Linked DNA regions of Gossypium hirsutum: region 1 is linked to region 2. A link is a contact called in public Hi-C data. All regions are on one chromosome and are shown on one strand. The core of a region is the stretch at or near the end of the contact, and the rest is flanking DNA. Distances in the headings are between cores, read along the strand shown. Region 1 holds the start of LOC107901804 (VQ motif-containing protein 4). Region 2 holds the start of LOC107901806 (eukaryotic translation initiation factor 3 subunit D).

Region 1 (4,947 bases), core at 930-3,429, 140 kb after region 2:
TGTTTTCAAAAATTTCTCGTGTTTCAAAAGTTTTCAAATTTTCGTGTTTTCAAAAATTTTCTTCTTTTCAAAAAAAATTTCTCGTGTTTAAAAATTTTCGTGTTTTCAAAAATTTTCATATTTTCAAAAATTCCCCGTGTTTCAAAAGCTTCCTTGTTTTTAAAATTTTTCGTGTTTCAAAAATCCTCGTGTTTTCAACAATTCTGGAGTTCTAAAATTTTTTTTTTAAATTTTTCGTGTTTCAAAAATTTCCGTGCATCATAAATTTCCGTGTTTCAAAAAAATTCGTGTTTCCAAAGATTCTCGTGTTTCAAAATTTTCATTTTAAAATATTTTGTGTTTCTAAACTTCTTGTGTTTTAAAAATTTTCGTGTTTTCAAAAAATAATTGTTTCAAAAATCTTCATGTTTAAAAAAAATTCTCGTATTTTAATCGGATCACGATTAAATGTTAATTTGAACTCGGATTTTTGAAAATTAAGACAACGTGCGTTTAACGAGATACCAATTTTGGGCGTCGCGAGGGTGCTAATACCTTCCTCGGCGTAATCGACTCCCGAACCCTAATTTTCTCTGGATTTTAACGTAGACCTAAAATTACCTTTTTTTTAGAAAAGTTTTAAAATAAATTTTTCTTCTAAAAAGAGAATTTTATTAGGTGTCCGATCACACCTACAAAAAAGATCGGTGACGACTCCTTTTTTAAATAAAATCAAAACTCCATTTTCAAATTTTCAATAATCACTTCGACTATCGCCCGTGCAAAAAATTTTAGGTCGCTACAATAATAATATGAATAAAGCTATGAAGTATAAATTGTAATTCTTTAGGTGTGTATGGATCATTTCAGTTTTTATGATTAAGGCTACAAACCATTTGTATTGTAAACCCAAATATTATATGGTAGATGTTAATGATACAAATGCAAAAAGTTTTCTTACAACATATTGTGAGGTATGATATCATTGAAGAAAATGGAGCATACAAAATAAAAGATTGGATCGTACTAACATGTTGCATACTTCATAGCTTCAGTTATAAGTGAATTTGAGATCATCCATACTTTAAATGGTACAAATTGTAATACTCTTCTAATAGTAAATTTTAACTTATTTTATTGTAATTCTTTAGATCTGTTTGGTTGATATAGTGCAATTGCATTGTAATTCTCTATGTCACATTTAACAGTATAAATTATAATTACACAATTATATAACTTATATTTTTTAAAATATAATAATTACGATAAAAAATATTGGCATGATAAAAAGAATTTCTAAAAAAGTAACAAAAGTTCAAATTAAATCATCATGTGTATTATGTTAGTCCAAAAAAGTAATTTAGAATACGATTTTTAATAAAAATAACAAGAAAAATAAACATTATATATAATTTTATATAATTGTTCTAGTGTTCCATATTTGTTAGGTTATTCTCATTTTAATATTTAACATATGCTCCTTTTCATCAAATGTTGGTCATTGATCGACTTTATCATCATCTGATTTTGAATTTGTATAATTAAGATGATCAAAATCTCTTTATTCTATATATTATTTGAAGTATGGATCATTATAAATCCACCTATGAGTGACGCTATAAACTATGCAACATGTTAGTACGATCCATCTTTTTTTTTTATGCTCCATTTTCTGAAATGATATCATACCCTGCAATATGATATAAGAAAACTTTTTGTATTTGTAACATTTATCATAAAATATTTAAGTTTACAATGCAAATAGTCTTTAGCCTTAATAATAAAATCTTATATAAACTTAATTTGAAAATAGAATTATGCTAAATTATAACATTTTCTTATAATATGTAAAGTAAGTCAAAATAATATAAAATTTATAATATATAACCCCTATAAAAAATTCTTTTATGAAGTGTCTGATAACTTTTGTAACATTTTTTATAAGTAAATATTTTTCCCATGATTTTAGAAAGTTATCTTTTTACAAATGTTATAATAAAAAATGAATAAATATATTATAACACTTTTATAACATATAAATGATTTTTTATAATAAAATTTTTATCATAATTTTAAATTTTTAAAATTTAAATAATATATTTTTGTTATAGATTTATAGATTATTTTTAAGATACATTTTTTAGGATTTATAATATTATAAACCTTTGACTATAAACATTCAATCCATGCTCATGCTTATAATATAAATTACAATTCAATAAAACCCACAAATTCCAATAATTACCCAATCATATTATTCAAATATTTACATCTATATGCAGATTACTTTCCAAATACTACCTTGATAATTAAATAAATACACGGTTTAGACAAAACAAAAACGACAGCCGAACCCCAAAAGCTCGCAATCCACCAAAACATTTCTTACCAAACCAAAACCTCTATCACTGTCTAACCTTTTTCCGCCTTTTCCCAAGCATCCAAACAGAAGCCAGAAAATCAACACAAAAGAAAAGGTAGCCCTAAATGGAAACCTCTACATGGCTGAGCCCAAACCCCAATTTCCTTCCTTCTCCCAAAACCCACAGTCCCGACAGCAGCATCAGCAGCAACACCACCGCCCCAACACCCCCGACTCCGCCGCCTCAGCAACCCAAACTCATCACCAGATCCGAATCCGCCAATCCTTACCCGACAACTTTCGTCCAAGCCGACACTTCGTCTTTCAAGCAAGTCGTCCAGATGCTCACCGGATCTTCCGAGACCGCCAAGCTTGCTTCTTCCATTAACTCAACTTCCTCCCCTCACTCCGATCCCAACCTCAAAACCCACATCCCGCCGATCAAGTCCATCCCCAAAAACAAGCAAAACTCTGGGTTTAGACTTTACGAGCGACGGAGCTCTCTCAAGAACCTCAAGATCAACCCCTTGAACCCGGTTTTCAACTCTAGCAATTCAGGATTTTCGCCCCGAAAACCCGAAATACTCTCCCCTAGCATTCTTGACTTCCCGTCTTTGACTCTTAGCCCGGTTACTCCCTTGATATCCGACCCCTTTGATCGATCTGGACCTGGAAACCACGCCGATTGTATTAATAATATCACCAACTTAGACAAGGAAGCTGAAGAGAAAGCAATTAAAGAAAAGGGTTTTTATTTGCATCCATCGCCGGCCTCTACGCCACGAGATACTGAGCCTAGGCTTCTCCCTCTTTTTCCAGTTACTTCACCTAGAGTTTCAGGTTCTTCTACTTCTTCAAACTAAGAAAAACAAATCATTTTTATTTTTGCTTCTTTTGATGTTGTTGTAAGATTTTTTTTATATATTGTTGGGCACTGAAGATGAGGAATGTTAAAAAAAGGGCCGAGAAATGATTTGTAATCTTGGATACTTCAAGAGGAAATCTTTGCTTTTTTACTTCTTCTGCGATGCTTGGATGCTGGGAAATTTTAAACAATTGATTTTAGTTAAAAACAATTGATTTATCTTAGTCAAATGAGGAATTTAAATTTTGGTAAATTGAGAAATGACTGATTTGAATTGGAATCAATGAGTGACTATTAATGGCCAAGGAAAAAAAAAAGAGTGACTATTACTAGTTTTTCTTAATTTTCTTTTGGATGATGTTATAAGGTGGAATTTGTATTTTGAAAATATTTAGTGCGGTATTTAAATGATCCGTTTGTGTATTATTAGTTTCATTAAATGCTTTACATGAGTTCTGATGTGATGCGGTGGTTGTTTATTTCTTCCTTTAACTTTAACGATGTTATTGAGATTCACGTTCGTAAGATCGATCAATTGTTTATCTCTTTAAAGAGAATTCATGACGATAGAATTGATCATTATTATTGGATGCTTTAGTTATGAAAAAAAAAAAATCTAACATGGTATTTGTAGTTTGAAAATGTTAATTTGATGCCTAAATTATAAACCTATGTATTATTGTGGAATGAGCACCGTGATAAATGATAATTTAATTTATGAAAATCTGATAGATGATTTTTTTTAAATCATCAACTTCAAAAGATAATATAATTTTTATGTGAAAAGTTAAATTAAATCTCAATTTTTGAGAATTTTTAGAGGAGATTTGAGAGCAAATTACAAATTTTAACTCAAAATTTCTAACAATTTTTAAAAATCTTAAAAACTTTTTTTAAAAAGAAATTGAAATCTATTTATGTCTAAAATTTTTAAAATTTATTTTCTTGCTTGATTTAGCGAGTGAAATTTTGTTTATAAAATGGGAAGTTTTTGAAAGAAAACTTAAAGGAAATCAAAATTAAATTTTCGTAATTAAGGTTTTATGTGGTGGAAATTTACTTAAAATGAGAAGATGATATTAATATTTACTTTAATAAAGAATAAAATATTTTGCTTAGTATTTTTATGAATTATATTGGTTTAGATTTAGTTATTTGTTTAAAAAAATAAATTTAGTTTAAACATTTTGTTTTATTTTAATATTTTATATAAATAGTATATTATTCACTTTCATCCATAGAAGGATATTTTATTAGGAGATAATGAATGGAAAGAGAAAACAATGATCCCCATTTTGTTTCTTTTCTTTTGAGTAGCCTGAGCAAGAGGATACTTCAATATAGAGGAAAAGTTTGGAAAAGTAATCATGCAAAGGCAGTTTCATCACAGTGAACCTTGCACTTAAAACATTGTTTTGGGTCCCCACTTTTTGACTCCAAACAGTCCAACGTCCAAAATTTAGTGAATGGAGACATGCGAAAACGCAGGCGGAAAAGAAGAAAGTGGGACTCCTGATGTTGAATGGTTTTGGGGGTCATCTCTTATTTTTGTTTTTTCTTGTCTTCTTTTATTTCTGTTTTTGTAGACCACACTGTTGCAATTTTACAACTTAATCCCAAATCAATTTGAAAAAATAACATTAACATCTATTATCAGGTAATCTAAATTCTCACAAACATGATCAGGCATTGCATTATTTCAATCTCTTTGGCTCTATTAATTTTTCAGTCCAAACTCTCG
Region 2 (5,172 bases), core at 382-2,881:
GCTTAAAGAAGAAAGAAATGTTTTTGGTTCCTTAAAAATAAGATAATAACACTTTAGAAGAAGGAAGAAGAAAACTCCCCTTTTTTTCAAACTTGAATACATATATATACAACCTATATCCTTATTATGGAACTTGACATGTGTCACAATCTTTCAAAATTGTCCTTATTTTGGTCTACGACCCTTGAGGAGAACACAAATGATCATCTAATAAATTTATTTATACCTAACTCATCTACTCAATTGATTCCTAACTAGAATGTTTACAACGTAACGAGCATAGTAATTTCAATCAAACTTGGCATACAATACCTTTGGTATTAACCCAACTTGCAATTTCCCCAATACTTTTACCGAGCTCTTTTTCTTTACAACTCAACACATTTTAAGGTCATTCTTTACCTAATATCTCAACTTCTGTTATGCGCCCATTCTATACGCCTAAAAGAAACTATTGGACGGATAGAACTATGCCACATATATTACTCTCAGTCTACGCGCCAAAACTTAAGACTTGCCAAACCAAAGATGCTACAATTTCTATAGCAACCAAAGATAAGAAAGTGATGAAAGTATTGTAGACAAAGGAAAGAAAGTGATAAAAGTGTGAAAGGAAGAAAATAGAAGCAAATAGAGTGAAATCTAGCTAAAAAGAGTGTCCTGAAAGTGATCATGTGAAAAGTGTTCGTGAGTGGCTTACCGAATCACATCGCATCAACACAGTAATATGGAAAAGTATGAATTTCAATTTATGGACAATAATGTGGCATGTACTTAGGTAAGGAATGTGTTAAGTAGATAGTGAAATGCCTTGAAAACAAGTTTTGTTGAAGTGGGAATGTCTTGAAGATTGTGTGGTTAATGATTAGTGATTGAACATGGATGTGTTACATGATGTTTTGAAGGTATGTATTGAGGTATTTTAAAGAAAAGAATGGAACTTAAGTGATGTATTAATCTTGAAATGTGACATCTTTTGCTCGAGTTATTGATTTGACTCGTGTAAGGGATGTTACAACCGTTGATTCTATAAGAGTAGGGCCAAGTTGTATATCCAATCACATCCTAGTAGAGCACTCCAAGGCTCTACTACTAGCACTATATGGTCTTACATTATACGATACCTATTTAGTGGAAGCCACATCAAACTCCTCTGTATAACCCTCTTCGTTTTTTTAAAAAAAACTCCAAGCACTTAACACACCATTGAAACCCTGCCCAACTTTTTACATCTTCTTTAGTGGATCTTAGTGTACTAGTGTGAACCACATCCAACTATGATCTCAACCTTGTTTAGTGCTTCTCAACACACCTTTACGAACCATGTTTGACTATTGTCTAAATGTTGCATTGGCAAAACTATTGTCATAACATAAAAAAATTATTAATATAGGCCACTTACAAAGCTAAGCTTTTAATCTAAGTATTTAATATTTAAATTTTAATATTAAAATGTCACTTAAAAATTAAATATAAAACCACTTTTAAGTTTTACATTAGTGCAAGGAGATTCTTCCCACTTAAAATATATTTATTTGAGTAGCACTCAAATAGTGGAGGCCCAATTAGAGATCCGAGTTCTCATATAAATGTAAACAAAAGGCCCAAATTCCTATGGTAAACCTGTCATTTAAGACAATGTAGATCCCCTCCGTCGGACTAGGGTTTTCTTTTATCTTCTTACACACTTGTACTCTTTATACACTTCGGCTCCACTGCAAGCAAAATCTAGAGATCCGTCGACAATGGTAGGAGTTTTCGAAGTAGGCGCCGTTCCGTTTAATCCTGACGGCTGGGGTCCGCCCGACTCCACCACCGCCACCGCGCCGTCCACCACCACCACTCTCCCTCTTCACGTTCCTTTCGCTCCCTTCTCCCGCTCTGAAAAACTCGGCCGAATCGCCGACTTCACCCGATCTTTTGCAAATGCCAACCCATCTAACCGCCCTTCTTCAGGGAAGCCTGGCGCAGCCTCCTCAGAGTCGCCCTTCGATTTCTCGCTCGACCTCGATACTTTCCCTCTTGCGAACCCCGAAGACGATTCTTCCTTCCGTTTAGTCGACGCAAAGCCGCCCACGCGGCCTAAATTTGGCCCCAAGTGGCGCTTCAACCAACACCGACCTCAACTTCCTCAACGGCGAGATGAAGAAGTTGAGGCCCGTAAAAGAGAAGCTGAAAAAGAACGAGCCCGACGTGACCGTCTTTATAATCTCAACCGATCGAACCAGAACCAGCAACGTCGTGAAGCTGCGATTTTCAAATCCTCCGTCGATATCCAACCAGAGTGGAACATGCTGGATCAAATCCCTTTCTCAACATTCTCCAAATTATCCTTTTCCGTTCCAGAACCTGAAGATTTACTTCTCTGCGGTGCTTTAGAGTATTACGATCGCTCCTTTGATCGAATTACCCCGAAGAACGAACGGAGACTCGAGAGGTTCAAGAACAGAAACTTCTTTAAAGTCACCACGACTGACGACCCGGTGATCCGAAGATTGGCAAATGAGGACAAAGCAACTGTTTTCGCCACTGATACGATTCTGGCAACGTTAATGTGTGCACCCAGGTCAGTTTATTCTTGGGACATTGTGATTCAACGTGTTGGGAATAAACTATTTTTCGACAAAAGAGATGGGTCACAGTTAGATTTGCTATCAGTCCACGAGACCTCTCAGGAGCCATTGCCTGAAGCTAAAGATGATATTAACTCTGCTTATTCATTGAGTGTTGAAGCAGCTTACATAAATCAGAATTTTTCACAGCAGGTTTTGGTTAGGGATGGGAATAAGGTTAGTTTTGATGAGCCGAACCCATTTGCCAATGAAGGTGATGAGGTGGCTTCTGTGGCATATAGGTATAGGAGGTGGAAACTTGATAATGATATGTATTTGATTGCACGGTGTGAGGTTCAGAGTGTTGTTGAAGTTAATAATCAAAAGTCTTTCCTCACTTTGAATGCGCTTAATGAGTTTGATCCCAAGTATTCTGGTGTTGATTGGAGGCAGAAGTTGGAAACACAAAGGGGGCAGTCTTGGCTACCGAGTTGAAGAACAATGCGAATAAGTTGGCTAAATGGACTGCTCAATCAATATTAGCTAGTGCCGATTTGATGAAATTGGGTTATGTTTCGAGGGTTCATCCTAGGGATCATTTTAACCATGTGATATTGGGTGTTGTTGGTTATAAGCCAAGGGATTTTGCTGCACAAATTAATCTGAATACTGCTAATATGTGGGGGATTGTGAAGTCCATTGTGGATTTGTGTATGAAGTTGAATGAGGGGAAATATGTGCTTGTGAAGGATCCATCAAAGCCTCAAGTTAGGATTTATGAGGTCCCAGCTGATGCTTTTGAGAACGATTATGTGGAAGAACCATTGCCAGAAGAGGAGCAGGTTCAGCCACCTGCGGAGGATACTGAAGCTGGGGAGCCGAATGGCACTACAAATGATGTTGAGGCAAAAGAGACTGAGACACAAACTTAATGGTAATGGTTCCTTGGGATTTTTCTTAATATATTCCTCTGCATTTTGTGTTGTGCCACTAGACTATTATCTCAAAGACTTCCATGCAAGTTAATTTCCCTTGTTCTTATGTTAGTACTTGGCATGTTGTATGGATCCAAATATTATTGAGTTAACCACAGTACCACATACTAGTATTTATAACTTGATTTTCTTTCTTTTTTTAATGTACAAAATCGTTTGTAATCATATGAAACTTGGTTTTTCATGTTATCTTATCCTCCCTTAATGATGTTCAATTTTCTTTTCTATTTTACCATTGCTCATACAATTTTAAGAGGTTAGAATTGTTTAGCCACTTCCCTACAACATTTTGTTCAATTCGAAATCCTTCAAATCTATACAGTTCATCTGGGGTTATTGGAAATATCTTTTTGATTTGGTGGTATGTTGTATGGCATGCAAATTTCAAATTTCAAGAACTTTATTAGTTGCTTATGTATTGAAGCAATCATTTGTTTTGTGGAGCAACTCTTCATTGTTCTACTTGCTATATTGTGTGGATGCTTTGTCTTTCATTGTCTGCTTGCTATGTCAGTTGTGTCTTATGCTTGCGGTTTTCAGTGTTGATTGCTAGAGCTTATTGGTGATTAAGGAGGACAACAATCCAGGGGATGTTATCGCCTCAAAAGGACCACGTTTGAAGCTCAAAATTAGTCCACTGTATTTTTCTTTCTTAGCTATTTTTGTGAATCTGCAAGCCGACTTGGCAACATGTGCGGGCAGATTTTGTAGGAGCATTTATTCAACTTTTGAAAGTGATAGATAAGTATGCTTTGAAGCTTTCATGCAGGTCAAGAACTGTGATACCGAGTTTACAAGGCTTTTGCATTTTCATATTCTCTTTTATCTGGAGGCTGTTTCTTTTCCTGGAGTGTTATGAACTTCGCATTCTTTAAATGTTATAATTTTGGTCATCTGATTCGAGTTACTCTTAACACTACTTTTGGATTAAAAGAGTGGAAAGCTAAAGAAAGTAAGTGATTATATCTCATGGGTTGGGGTTAGGTCAGATTCAAGTTAGGTTAATGTAATGTAAGGTATTTAGATTAATTTTTCAAGTTCGAGTTTAGCCTGATTTGAAAAATAGGTTTAAAATTTTGCTCAAGTAAAAAAAAAAGTAAATATGGATCTGATTTGGTTTGCTCATATTTTATTTTATTTTTTTAGATTAATTTTTTATTTAAAAATATTTTTTTGAAAAAATAATATACTAAATGCACTAAAAATAATAAAATATAAGTTTTTTAATGCATTAAAAATACATTAAAAAAGCATTTATATTAAAAACATTATCATAAATATAATAAATTTTTTATCATGTTAAAAAACAAATATATATAATAAATATTGCATTAAATATATATTTTAAAATTTTATATTTGAGTTGGATTATTTTATTGGGTAATTTTTTTTTTGGGTTTTGAATAGTAATTTAATTTTTATTGGATTAATAATTGAATATAAATATATAATTATTATTTTATATAATTAATTTTTATAATATAATATACTTGTGTTGAGTTGGGTCGGGTTAGGCAGAATAATTTTACTCAAGTTTATTTTTTAGATATCATGTTTTTATCTTTAAACATTTTTTAGTTTCAAACAGGGCTTTGAATTCAGTTAAGTGATTTGACTCATAAACA

What was found. A called contact is a pair of places that touch in the nucleus more often than the background predicts.
Region 1: a contact with region 2 is called in a Hi-C map of leaf, with 1.6 times the contacts expected there. The contact joins the promoter of LOC107901804 here to the promoter of LOC107901806 in region 2. A contact is called at or near these places in 4 of 34 Hi-C or Micro-C datasets (callus, leaf and petal).

What each region holds. Positions count from the first base shown.
Region 1 is chrD06:45,790,854-45,795,800 of Gossypium_hirsutum_v2.1, forward strand. LOC107901804 (VQ motif-containing protein 4) reads left to right here and starts at 2,180. Exons shown (of 1, transcript XM_016827961.2): 1 at 2,180-3,357. The coding sequence starts at 2,467. The coding sequence ends at 3,204.
Region 2 is chrD06:45,648,311-45,653,482 of Gossypium_hirsutum_v2.1, forward strand. It overlaps LOC107901806 (eukaryotic translation initiation factor 3 subunit D), which reads left to right and starts at 1,632. Exons shown (of 3, transcript XM_016827965.2): 1 at 1,632-3,024; 2 at 3,027-3,486; 3 at 4,062-4,440. The coding sequence starts at 1,746. The coding sequence ends at 3,484.